2 separate regions of the Arachis hypogaea genome follow, and region 1 is linked to region 2. A link is a contact called in public Hi-C data. All regions are on one chromosome and are shown on one strand. The core of a region is the stretch at or near the end of the contact, and the rest is flanking DNA. Distances in the headings are between cores, read along the strand shown.

Evidence for each region. Hi-C and Micro-C count contacts between places; a contact is called where the count stands out from the background.
Region 1: a Hi-C map of an unstated tissue shows a contact between it and region 2, with 3 times the contacts expected there. The contact joins the promoter of LOC112764996 here to the promoter of LOC112765051 in region 2. A contact is called at or near these places in 3 of 8 Hi-C or Micro-C datasets (leaf and an unstated tissue).

The regions. Positions count from the first base shown.
Region 1 is chr17:114,241,992-114,248,976 of arahy.Tifrunner.gnm2.J5K5, reverse strand. It overlaps LOC112764996 (DUF21 domain-containing protein At1g47330), which reads right to left and starts at 1,500. Exons shown (of 12, transcript XM_025810850.3): 1 at 1,082-1,500; 2 at 679-755; 3 at 478-561; 4 at 238-351; 5 at 67-153. The coding sequence starts at 1,256.
Region 2 is chr17:114,071,694-114,079,176 of arahy.Tifrunner.gnm2.J5K5, reverse strand. It overlaps LOC112765051, which reads left to right and starts at 2,269. Exons shown (of 17, transcript XM_025810910.3): 1 at 2,269-3,136; 2 at 3,854-4,170; 3 at 4,394-4,471; 4 at 4,583-4,803; 5 at 5,028-5,120; 6 at 5,312-5,395; 7 at 5,505-5,615; 8 at 5,929-6,034; 9 at 6,140-6,202; 10 at 6,364-6,417; 11 at 6,598-6,655; 12 at 6,928-7,004; 13 at 7,392-7,462. The coding sequence starts at 2,839.

The DNA of each region.
Region 1 (6,985 bases), core at 251-2,750, 170 kb before region 2:
ACTCCATCTTAAAACATTCAAACAGAATGCATTACAAATTCAACTTAAACTTCGAACTTTATGTACCTCATTCCCATGAAAATTCACAAAAGTTTTGAGCTCTGCCCTCTTCAAAAGGGCAGCATGTCCTTTACCCAGCATCCAATCAAGAACCTGGACACATTACAATCTAACATTAGATACAGAAGTTTTGCCAGTATCATGTTAATCAAACATATAGTCACACTCTAAGCACACCTTGCTGATTGGATACGAGATTGGGAAGAACACTAGAAGGAGAACACGAACAAGCGGGGCCAATGTTGCACCAACTGTCAATCCATATCGAGTACACACTGCTTGTGGCAATATCTGCAGTGTCACATCCAATTGGTCAAAAAATAGCACTCACGGGTGAAAGAACCACACAAAATACACTACAGCATCAGTTTGAGTTTGTTCCTTATCATATCAATGATCAATCAATATTTCATTTACCTCTCCAAACATAAGGATGAGTGTGACCGAAATCGCGATTGCCGCCCAGGAAGGCACAAGTGCATCAAGAAAAATGGGAAGAGTCTGAAAGGAAAATTGGGAAGGAAGTGAGTGTTGTGAACTTGTGATGATTAAGCAAGGAAAACATGACTGATTCAGGAAACAAAGAACAAAAAAGATATCACAACTAAGTGATAGCACCTCCATAGCTAAAGAGTTCCCAATCAAAAGCGTGCAAAGCAAAAGATGCTGATTCTTAACCACCGGGAAAATTTTAGCTGCCAAACACAACACAACGAGCCAGAACTCAGAAAAACAGAAAGAAAAAAGATCATATAGCATAAATCATTCACTAGTCTCAAGCTAGAGGTACACACAGACATAATCACTGATTATTAAAAAAAGAATAGAAAAAAGGAAATAATTTAGCAAACAAAAGATTCAAAATTTAATTGAGGCCCAGCATCCCAACGTGACAAATCGATCGTAGCAAAACAATATTACTAACTTTCGAAAACCGAATATGAATAGTGAAAGCTATAATTAAATATAAATAGTAACAGAAAAAAAATTGAGAATTGAGGCAGTAATAGAAGTTAGTTACAGGCATGGATGCGGTCCTGAGGGCGACCAGACTTGATGAGAACTTCGAGGTCGACGATTCCCAAAGACATGAGTCCCAAAGTGAGACCCGCCATAAGACCCGCGAAGCAAACCAAACCTATGATTACAAGCACGTAAAGCGAGAACTTTGTTCCACAGCACGCCACCTCCGCCATTTTTTTTTTTCTTTCTTTGTTTCTTTCTCTTTCCCCGACACACACACACTCTTTTCTTTCTCTGTTTCGGGTGGGGAGTGACGGACTGACGGGGCTTTTGGTTTGTTAAATTTCAATGTGTTTGTTAGTTACGGTGTGAAATGGCAACTTGCAATTCAATTGCGAACATTTCTTCCCCCAACTCGGTTTAATTTGCTTCACTATTACTAAACTACACCATTCTGTCATCTTCTTTTCCTAATCGAGATTAACAAATTTTTAAACTCAGTATATATTATAATTATAATTACATCTGATTGTCATCAGATTAAGAAACATGCCCCAGATTAAGGACTTGTTTGGGTGAGCTTTTGAGAAAAGATCTTTTTTTGAGTTATCTTTTTTTAAAAGATCTTATAGAGAAGTAAAAGTAATTTTATGTTTGGATATCTCATGTAAAAAGGTCTTTTTATCTATCAATTATGTTTGGGTATAACAATATAAAAGTACTTTTTTGTTCATTTATTACACGAAAAACATCTTTTTTTTAAGGAAAAAAGATCTTTTAAAAAAAGATGTAAATTACAGCTTCTCAAAAAAGATCTTTTTTTGATTTTACTAGTGCTTTTATTTTTACTACTAGAAATTTGCCAAACACGTTAAAAAATAAAAAAAAGATCTTTTTTCATTGAAAAAAGATCTTTTTTTAACAAAATAATGGCGCCCAAACATGCACTAACTCTTTTATACCGAAAGGTTATTTTATTGTCATCTAGATTTACTATTTGGAGATTGTAGGAATATTCCGGATAATATTATTTAGTACTATGATAGTATGATTTATGAAATGTTAATATTTATTTTTTTTACTATTAAAGCATTTTTAATAACTTATAGCATCACCTAATTTGACATTAGATTGGTATAATTTACACGTTAGATATATGTTGACACCAAAATAAAACAAGTAGAGGAGGTACTTAGTGCCACATATATATTAAGAAAAGTGGAGGAACAAAACTAATTCAGTAATTCTTTCTTTTTTAATCTTTTTTACTTTGAAGATAAATTTAATTCTTACGTGTCGTTAATATAAAATTATTTTATCCAGTCAACTCATTTAAAAATTTAATTAAAAAATAATATAATTCTGTTTTTATAATTTTATTAAATTTATAATTAAATTTTTATATTTTTTTTGGTTGAATTTTTATACTATTTTTAAGAGTAAAATTATTTTTGTGTTAAAAATATCAAAATTAAAGTAAATTTTTTTCATAAAATATGTAGTTAAAGGTTTAATTAAATTTTTAATTATTAGTATTTTTAATTCATTAAAAATATTTTATAATTTTAATATTTTTTATATTAATAAAAATTTAATTATAAAATTAAAAATAATATAAGAACCAAATTAAAAAATATATAAAAATTTAATTATAAATTTAATAAAATTATATAAACTAATAAAATAATTAAATTTATAAACAACAACAATAACAACAATATTGCTGAAGAATAGACAGTTGTAATCATCAGTTATCGGCCTTGATCGGTTACATACAGCTCACGCAGGTAAAGCACGTGCTCATGGACTGATTTGTTTTATTTAATGATTCGAATATTAATAGAATATCAATTATAATAAGGTGAACAAATTTGATCTTACTTAAAATAGTGAGTAATTGTATATTACATTAAAACAAAAAGTTGTGAATTTAAATTCTGAAATTAATTTAATAAAATATTTTTTATAGGTTACATATAATAAGAGATATTTTAAGAAAGAAAATTTTATACTAATTCTATTTTATATTTCCATTATATGTATAGTAAATGATTAAAACTGTAATTAACGATTAAAACTGTAATTAACGAGACAACAAAAGCATAGTTACGGACAAAAATATTATATTCCAATGAATGGGGGAAGCATTTCAGAAGTATAATTAAGAGGATCAAGAGATAATATTCTCTGCAAAATGGACCCGATCTATGCATACATATTTCTTGGCCTTTGCGTTACTTTGCTTTATGCTGCATTTACAACGCAACAAATTTTGGATTTAGATTCATTTGGATGGCGGTTTTCGCGTTGTTTGTTTGTCGATTTGTGTAATCCGCGGTGTTTAAATATTAATATTAGATTAGGTATAGAGATCATGCTAACCCATTTGATTTGTGCGTGACAAAAAATAAATATAAAATATCATTTGGTATATAGTTTTAGGCTGTTTCCCTTTGTTTCTTTTCATTCTTAAAAAAATTACATATTTGGATAGTGGACACTAAAGTCTCTTTTCTAAGTATAACTTGATTCGTATTTTTGTATAACAAAGATTTGCTTAGTCACATAGTGTCAATTTTAGTAGGTTAGCTATTTAAAAAAAGATAAGTGAATAGCTTATATCCGTCAAAAAAAAAAAGATAAGTGAATAGCTTATAGCAATAGATATTTCAAAGTCGAAATTTGGATGAGTGAATAAACACTACAATCGAAGTGACGCGTTTTTTTAAAAAATAAAATAAAAAATTTCATTATTTACGTAAATAAATCCGACTACAAGAATTTATCAATTTACATATTCAATTACATTTTCATAGGCTAAAATTATAAAAACCAAAATTATACCATTTTTGTTGGTATTGATGGTAAAAGAGTGAAAAGATAAGATTTTAAATCTTTATTCATTATAGAATTAAAGAAATAGTAGAAAAGTAGTTAATTTGGTTTTATTTGGTGGTATATTTTGTGAGTGAGTCTTAATATTAGACAGTTATATATATCTTTATCTTGTGTATATATATAAGCTATTGCTGTAATTTTAAATATGTCAATGTATTCGTTCTCTCTCTATTATTTTTTAATTTTAATTTCTGCCTTCTATTTTTCTCTTCTCTGTCTTTTCTTTCTTTTTATGGTGTTTTGCTCTCTCTCATTCAAAATTCATAATTCTAAAATTCTTGTATAGTATCTAGAGTCTAGTTTTTCTTTCTTTTTGAAGATCCATGGCCTCACCTTCCGATAATTTTGCTATCTCTAGCAACAAAGATTCAAATGCCGTCAATATAATTTTTAATCAGATTCCATTTCAAATTTTCAATTAAAGGCTCTTTCATCCGATTCAAGATAAGTTAGGAGAAACTAACCACAAGATATGGGAACAACAAGCCCTAGTAGCTATTAGAGGACTTGCATTGGAAGATCATCTGCATCAAAAAAAGATTTTTACACGTTTTGATAACTCAGAAAATCAACTTGCTGGGATTGAATCTTCTTAATACACACAATGGATCCAAGATAACCAAAACCTAATGTCTTGGTTATTGGCTTCTATAGACTCAATTTTTAAGCCAAAAATGATTGGATGTGTCTATAGCTATCAAATTTGGCACAAGCTTGAGGCTTATTTTGAGGAGTCAACAAAATTTAGGATCAAACAATTGAAGGCACAACTCAAGATTATCAAGAAGTACAATCACACACCATCAGAGTACATTTCCAAAATCAAAACCATTGCAGATTCTCTCGCAGCTTTGGGAATGCCTGTCAAACTAGAAAAACAGGTTAAAGCTATTCTTGAAGGACTTAATGAGGATTATCAAATACTTATGACTATTTTCAATTCAAAACCAAAAATGTTTAGTCTTTGTGAGGTTTAAACTATGCTGCTAACTCATGATGAAATGCTTGATAAGTATCGAAAGCCAGAGAATCTGGTGATGCAAGTGAACCTCACAGAAACCTCCTTTTCATCCATTCCAAATTTCAATCGTGGAGTTGGAGGAAGACGAGGAAGACAAACCACAGGAGGAAGGTCCTTCTATACTTCTCCCAGACCTCAGTGTCACGTATGCGGTCGTGTTGGTCACATTGCTTGGCACTTCTTCCATCAATTTAACCAAGAACTTCCACCCCCCTTCTCAGTATCAATCATTCAGGCCACACACTTATGGTTTTTACTCTACATCTCCCTCTTCATCACAAAGCAATTCCACAGCTTCCACTCCTCCACTACTAACTCCATTTTTCCATAATCCACAAGCATTTCTTACTGCACCATCCACCATATCTAATCCAGCATGGTATCTGTTCTAGCTAAGTTTGGCCGATTAAGCTTAGAAAATAAAATGAGTTATAACTCAGTTAAAAGATAAGTGAATAATGATATGGTGAACCCCCAAGCTTAGTCGGGTTATTATGTCGGCACTTATTCAAAAAATAATTGAGTGATAAGAGTCATTCAATCAAGATAGTTGTGTGGGGGATACTTTTCCGCTTAAGAACAATTTTAGCATTTGATTGTATGTGAACTGAAAAGTTCAGAGATAGATATCCATTGACGGAATCGATTGTATGATCCGAGGATATAATGGTTAATTGTCTTGATAATTTTTCCGACCCACAACAACTTATTGATAAATTTCTCTCTCAAAGCAATTAGTTATTGAATATTTACAATTTATAGTGAAGATCTGATATGAATAAGATAAATTGAGAAAATGAATAGGTATAAAGTCGCAATATATATTGAGTAATATATGTTGTAAAAGTAAAATAGTTCAAAGTAAAAAAAAATATATCTTGAAAGTTGATAATTGTAGAGAAGAAGACGACATATATGAATGTCATATATGTCAAATGTGAATATTTGAATTTGTTTTGTAGGACATGCTTTAATTTGATAATAAAGCAATAAAATAACTAGTCATTTAATGATATAATAAATTTTGTTTAGCTATGTATATTTTTTGTGTAAAAATAATATATTTGTAATTTTTTTTGCTTAACTTTCTGCACTAATCATATAGCTAGTAACATAAAATTTAATAACATAAAGTGAATAGTATGACAGTTATATACAATTGATATACAATTAATTTTGGATGGAATCCAATTTTAAGATTTGAACTCATCATTACTATCATTTAATTGTATAAATGAAATCACTAAGCAATAATAATATAGTACATAATGAAATAAAAATGTAATTGACATGGTTGTTATATGTCATTATTGTATAGGACATATATTGAGGTTTGAATATAACTAATAAATCGATAAATATTAGTTACGCAAAATATAAATGCAAAAGTATGTTGAATAAAATATATAATTTTACTTGTGCAAGTAGAGAACTTTGAAAAAGAAAGCAAAACTGATAAGTGAGTTTGTGCTCGATTTGATTGAAAACCGAGTTTGTTCTCGGATTGATTGAAAGTTGAGTTTATTCTCGGATTGGTTAATTGATCGATTATAAGATGTGAAATATTATGATACGTAAAAGTGAAGCAATTTGAAGGTATAAAATATAAACCTTATAAAAAGTTACGATAGATTAAAATTTGATAAGAGGTATTAAATAAAATCTTAAACAAGATTATTGAGATTGGTTCAAAAATTTGAATGTCAATTAAGTTTTATAAACCTAAGGGGAGTAGGAATTATTTTACTCATTCCCACAGACAGCGCCAATTGTTCTTGCTAAGTTTGGCCGGTGTATAGCTCGTCCGTCGATGAATGTCTTCAAGCTTCTCGTCGGGATGAGTTATACGTCGGTAAGGAGAGAACAAGGGGTGGATACCTGCAAAAGACACTCCGACGCTCAAGTCAATAAGTGTTGAAGAGGTATATAATAATTCTATGAATATAGAATGTAAGACATGAAATGGAAGTTATCATGTGTTGTGTTGTGTTTATAATAATTCTATGAATATAGAATGTAAGACATGAAATAAAACTTATCATG
Region 2 (7,483 bases), core at 1,020-3,519:
GTCCATTATGAAAAAAAGATTGTGTGTTCTTGTAATAATTTAAATCCTAATGTATTGTTTTTCATCAGTCTGTACCTACAAGAGGAGGTCCATGGAAGAATAAATGTCAGTTGCAGATAAAGGAGCAGGAGGTGAGAGATAAGATGATCCAGGGTTTATCTCTAGAGGTAAGAAAAGGTAGAAGAGTCCAATGAAGAAGATGCCATTCGTTTGATGAGAAATAAAAAAGGAATATCGAAAATTCGAGTGGCTGAAGCTGAAGCAGCTACTTTCGGAGTAACAGAAAGAAAAGCAACGACTAGAGTGGGTATTTTATACTCCTCAATATACTCTTTTCTACTCATTCTATTAACTGAATATGGGAGGACAATTGGTTTTCAGGTAGTGTGTTGAAGGACATTTTCCAAGGTTTTTCTCAGTTTCAAATCAGAACAGTTCTGTTATAGGAGATTATATGTTTTGGGATAGGTTTGAGTGGATATAGAACTTTCAGTAGAGAAGGAAACTATTCCAATGGGAGTTGGAACTAGTTAACCAACTTCATGGAGTTCTACGGTCAGTCAACTTAACAACTGAAAGAGAGGATCGACTAGTGTGGAAATTTGATAAACAGGCGTTTAGTTTACTAATTCCTTTGTGCAAGTTTTGCAGGCGAAAATACTTCTAGAGGATATTACAAGCTATAGTTTCACTAGTTCTATTTGGAGAGGTTTAGTACCTCCATGAATTGAGTTATTCATCTGATTTGTGTTAGTTGGTAGAGTCAATACTAAGGAGAGATTATGTAGGTTAGGCGTTATTGATCAACGTGTGTGTGTGTGTAGGATTTTCATCACTTATTTTTTGGTTGTGAATTTACTTGGCAGGTGTGGTGTACGTGGTTGTTTGACTATGGTAGATTGTAGGTTATTCCAAAGACAATTAAGCAACATTTTGAGAGCTGGACAGGAGTGCTTGTAAGAAAGAAGGAGTGTAAAAGGTGGTTAATTGATTTTTTTGCTATCATTTGACATATATGAATAGAAAGGAATAAAAAAAATTTCAGGAGTCAAAAAGCAGGAGTAGCAAAAGTTATCAATAGGTCGCTTATGAGCTACGAAGAGTTGAATAGAGTTGATCCTAATGGTTGTTGATGGTAATGTCAGAGATGACTATAGATTGAACTTTTGTACTTGCTGTTTAGTTTTCTTTTTGTTCTGTTGTTGCTCTACCTTATTATATTGAGCTCTTTTACTTCAAAAAAAATAATCAATAAAATATCTCTAATACTTACCACTAATTTCTAAATAATTATCTAAATAATTATATCTATATTTCTAAGTAAATAACTCAAAATAATTATCTCTATATTTCTAAATCATTAAGCCAAAATAATTATAACAAAATTTTTAAATAATTAAGGATAAATAGTTATTGTTATATTTTTTTAAATTATTAACTCAAAATAATTAACTCTATATTTCTAAATAATTATCTCTAAATAATTATACTTAACAATAATTTTAAAAATATTTATTTTAAATTTAAAAATAACATTAAATAAATTATATAATAAAAAAATAATTTAAAAAAGTTACTTGAAAATTGACATGAGATGAAAGGAGAGAAGAAGTAAAATATAAGAAGAAAAAGTGACGAGAAGAAGAGGTTTTTCTTCATTGGAGTGAGAAATGAGAGAGGCGGGACCATGCGGTTTATCTAAGTTACACAAAATTCGCTGCACTAAAGGCGAACTTTTTACTTTTCATAAAATTCACTGCTCATTTCTGTAAGTTCGTTGATGTATTAGGTGAAGGTATTGCTGCGTCCAAAAAACTGAATCTCAAAAAATAAAGATGGAAAATTTGTTATGAGAAATAATGATTTTTTTTTTTTTCAGAAGAAATCCTCTTTATTGCTCGTACAAGAAGCCTATATTGCTGGTTAAGACAATCTATACGTGCTACAGTACTACCAGTCATGATCAATTATGCTCTATGAGAGAAGAACGCAACGTTGATACAGTTTCAAATTGTGATTAATTATTGTACATTAAACCATTTTCAGGCACGGAGACCGGACCACGTAACATCACTCTAATCAATATTTCCAATATTAACAGTGATAGATTGCCTCGTTTATTACCAAGAAAAAAAATAAGAAAAAGGAAAAACAATAATAGATCAGTCCATATCATGATGTAGATGTATTGTTATCACATCACATGCGCAAAACTTGTGTTGCTCGTGGCACAAGCGATTAAATAAAGATGGAAAATAAAAAGGCATTGGTATCGTATGATTCCGATTTTGATTTGAGTAGTTTTTTAATTTTAGTCACTTTATTTTTATTATTAGTTTCCCAAAAATTGTGGCCGGGATTTACTTATCCACGGCAGAACCAGAAAAATTGAGTAGAAAAATGCAAAAAAGCTCTTACCAGCACGGCTCCCTCGTGGTCCTCCACGTGGCATCATCATCATCATCTCAAATCCCAAGTCTCAACTCACGAAACGGAACCACCCTCTTCTCTCTTCTCTACCCTTCTTTATTTCTCCACCAACGTCGCACATTTTCCCCAACCCACCAAAGCACTGATATTGTCTAAGGAAGATGAATCATCATAGTAGACAAATACAATGCTAGAAGTAATAAATAGCCACTAAGGAAAGGGGGAATTAATTCCTTCCTGAAAATGAATTAATTTAGTACAATAGTGACTAGTGAGTGATTATTATTCATTTATAACCAATTCTAGGGGAGGAATAATCCTTTCCTGATGCGGTGCCATGTGTGATATACCTTCCAAAAATCGAAATCCAATTTTCCAACTAAGCTTGAATATTAAGTGGTAAGGTAAATGCTGGTGCAGCTGCATTTCCTAGCTGTAATTGCATTTGCACCTGAAACGCTCGTTTTGCAGAATCTGATTCCCTCGCAATCGCGGTTTCCACCTCCACGACCACCATCATCATCACCATGCCTATGCCTATTTAACAATCACTTCGCCATGCGAATACCGAAGAAGCCTTTATCGCTCTTTTCTCTCTCAACCTTCTCTTCCTATCAGCTCGCGCCTCTTTTCTCTTCCCGCCTTCGATTCTCTTCTGGAATCTCCGCAAAACCGCCTCGCTCTCTCGCCAACGCCACCTCACGAGGTTCGGTTTTTTCGTTTTCGTTTTTCCCTCTCGTTTGCCTCGATTTCCGAGTTTCCGTTTTCTTGCGCTCTAAGATTTTTTGGTGTCGCCTTGCGTTGTTTGTTTTAAGCAAGTCACTAGTTCGGTCAAGTCTTCATTATGGATTGGTGGTGGGAAATATTAGATTATAGTAGGAAGTAGGAGAACTTAGAGAATTGCTTTTGTTAATTTCAGAAGTTGAATTTCTAGGTGTTTCTTGGAGCCTAGCTTGGGGAATTCCTAGAGTTGGAACATAGCCTAGTGCATTGTGCGCTTTTAATTCTTTCGAAACTAAAAGGTAAGATGTCCAAATTTCTTTCTATTAATGCTATTTTTGTGAGGTCTCGCCATCTTGTTCTTTTGCAGTTTAACTTGTGAGAGTAATTAAAGTTTCAGGGTTTGTTGCTGCATAATTTTGTGCTGAATCATCTAATGTATATATGTACTTCTTTGTTCTAAGAGACTAATTAATCTCTGTTATCCTGAATAAATATATGTCTATCTGATTAACATGTAGCAGTTTTTATTTCAATGAAACCCCTAATTGTTGTCTTTTTGGTATGAAGATGTCTGGTTTGAAGACCAAGAGTGTGGAAAGTTCTTTAGGTTCATTTTAACACCCTGTGGTTGTTATCTATACCAAAGTGATTCAAATGTAATGCCTGAGTATAATTCTTTGTAATGGCTTAAATCTATCAGGAGCTAATCACTTGCATGCTAGACATCCAATGGATGGGAACAATGGTATTGGTGTACATGACCAAACTTTAGTGGATTTGCCTGCTGCTGGTAATGGAGCAAAGCCACATGTATGGTCATCATATCCTGAGCATGGATGTAAAACTGATATACGCAAGCAGATCTTTTGTAACCGGTCACTGAACATGAAGAACATCGTTGCTGTGGGATTTGACATGGATTATACTCTGGCTCAATACAAGCCTGAAACGTTTGAATCTCTTGCTTATCAAGGCACTATTAAAAAGTTGGTTTATGATTTGGGATATCCTCGTGAGGTTTGTCCAATTAATTTATGTAGCACTTCTTTCCATGTTTGATCATTTTTCTTCCTGTAGCAACTATGATGAAAATGCTGTTGGGGTTCACTTTGGTAAAGGATTTTGTTTATTCTACTGTTCTCCATGGGTATAATCAAATTATATTATGACGTTCTTGTTGTTGTTGCTGCTGCTGCTGCTGCCTGGTTATTTAGGGCTAAAAGCTTTACCTCTGCTGCAGTTGCTAAATTGGTGCTTTGACTGGAAATACATGGTCCGGGGCTTGGTTCTTGACAAAAAAAGAGGCAATATCTTGAAGGTTACACTGAACACATTTTCTTTTTCAATGATGAAATATACTGGCTAACTATGATGATAACTAACTTTTAGCTCCTGTTTGGTTGTTGAACTATTGGCTGTATGTATTTAGATGGATCGTCATAAGTATGTCAAAGTTGCCTACCATGGATTTAAAGAGTTGTCAAAAGAAGATAAAGTGGGGACCTATGGAAATACATTAGTTCGTGATTCTTTTGATGAGCCTGACTATGCTTTAATTGATACACTTTTTTCACTTGCGGAAGCCTACTTGTTTGCTCAACTGGTTGATTTTAAGGATGAAAATCCTGGAAAGATTCAAGAAAGTGTTGAGTAAGTCTTATTTTTACTTCAGTTCTTTTTTTTTTTCTTTTTTCTTTTTTTTTTTTTTTTTTTGCTGAACTTTTGTATGCTTTTTGTTTCTATTTTCAAGATGAAACCATATTAGGACTGCTGCAATCATAGTTTGTCTTGAAACCCTCCAATCGGCAGTAAATAATTACTAATATGAGTGTTTTTTGCTACATGCATGTATTCTTTTTGAATGTTCCTTCCAGCTATGCTCGCATGTACAAAGATGTTAGAGCTGCAGTTGATTTGTGCCACCGTGATGGAACATTGAAGCAAATGGTTGCTAAAGATCCAAAAAGGTATAACATAAAATTGCTAACCTATTAAAGTGAGAAATAAATGAACAATTTTGTTTGGGTGGTGAAATTTCAGATTCAGTGTAATAACCCTTTGTAAAACATGCTGTCCCCTAAATTTCTCGTAGTGTATATGAATTTTTTGATGAAATTATTCTGACTTGGTCATTTTTTGTGTATAAATTATATCTCAGGTATATTAATGAAGATCCTTCAATAGTTCCCATGCTTGAAATGCTCAGAGAATCCGGACGTGCAACATTTTTAGTGACAAATAGGTACTTATGAATTTTCTATGTAAGCCTTAAGAAGAAAGGGGTATTAATGACTAGTCAAACCATCTTGTGGTTATTACTGACGGATGGAACATTAATATGGCATTTGCAGTTTGTGGGACTACACAAACATTGTCATGAATTTCCTCTCTGGATCCAGTGAGGTAGATGGAAGTAAAAGTTTTGCCTGGCTTCAATACTTCGATGTTGTTATCACTGGCAGGTCATGTTCTTTTCCAAGGATCTGTATTTGTTTATGTTTGTTTGGCCACATCATTCTGGATATTGTGAATTTTGCCCTATATTATCAAATTATAGAATTTTCATTTCCACAACATGCAAGTTTTATTACGTCCCTGTATTATTCTGTGCATTGTACTTGCAATTTGTTTTCCTTTGATGAGATATCATGTATCACACATTTTATGAACTAGATAATTTATAAGAAACATACAAGTTAAAACTTAGAACATATTTTTATGAGAATATAACATGACTTTTCGTTGTTAACCCAATCAATTCTTCAATTCATACAGTGCAAAGCCAGGATTTTTTCATGAGGAAAATCGCGCCAACCTATTTGGGGTTGTGCCTGAGACTGGAATGCTTCTCAATACAGATAATGGCTCTCCTATGCCTCAGGTTAGCAGTACAGCAGATTATATTATTGATTTCTTCAATGGTCTTGTATGAAAACTTGAATCATCCTTTTCCTCTTTTTTTTTTTTTATTTTTTTTTTATGGAAGGTGGGTAATATCTCTGCAAGGTTATTCACAGAACAGAAGAATCATGCTTGTCAAGTATTCCAGGTATATTATTCATCATCTTACATAAAATTACAAGTTTTTTAAGTTTACGTGGAACGTTTTGAAGGTAGTGTTAATTTAATATTTCATCTGTATCCAATAATGGTTTGATAGTTGAGCATTTCATTCAGAATATATATAGTGATTATGACCTTCTATTGCAGGGAGGCAATGTTGCTCATCTGCATAAGCTACTTTCCATTGAATCAAGTTCACAGGTACTGTCTTTCTTTACGGAGTATACGTGAACAATTGGTAATAACTCACATCATTTTGTTTCTGATTTGACGAGTCGATTGTTTTAATATAATCGTGGTAGTTGATTTAAGAACTGTAGTAATTGTCGGTTGCTGCAATACTAAAGTTTCCTGTGAAAATTTGAATGCTTTTACATGTAGGTTCTGTATGTTGGGGATCACATTTACGGAGATATACTACGCAGCAAAAAGGTTCTTGGTATATCATATGATTCCTTCCAGCTATTATATTAAATATATTTTTGCATTCAATTCTATTAACTAGTCTTTTATGGCATCTCTTCTGGCTATGATCTGAGAAATAGTACAGATACATGAAAATCTGAGACTGAAATTGATTGAATTTTTCAAGAAATGAATCCAATCGCTGCTTGCTTATGTAGAATTCCTTCTTTAAAAATTTATTTATATTTGCGGATTCTTCTTGAAGTAACTTATATCTTATTGTGATGCTATGTGCTCAATGAGCAGGATGGAGGACCATGCTTGTAATACCAGAGCTTGAGAAGGAGGTTCAGCTGCTGTGGGAGTCAAGAGATACCCGCAAGGTACATTTAAATTTTATTACATATATTTTTTATTTTTATTTTTTTATTTTGAAAATTTTGATCAAATGGCCAGGATAAATTAATCCATAAAAGATTTGAGTTATGCTACACTACTAGAATTTTAACAGAGGTCAAGTACAGTCAATTGTTATCATTGAATAGAATAAAGTGGTAGGAATGCTACGCCTATCTAAGAGTCAACAATCATATCAAGCTTTTTGCTATGGTAAAATAGTTCTGGTTGTCTATCATTTTTAAGAATACTTTTTAATAGGCATTTGATGCTTTTAATAAGGCGTTCTTTTGAATTCTTATCCCTCTTGTTGATTGACAATTGACAAGCCAATACACATTCAGGAAGAATTTTACATATATAGTCTTGTACAGGAACTTCAATTCCTGAGGAGCGAGCGTGATCGCATTGAAGATGAGATACATCATTTGAAGTGGTCTCTCAAGTTAGTATAACTCTGGACCTC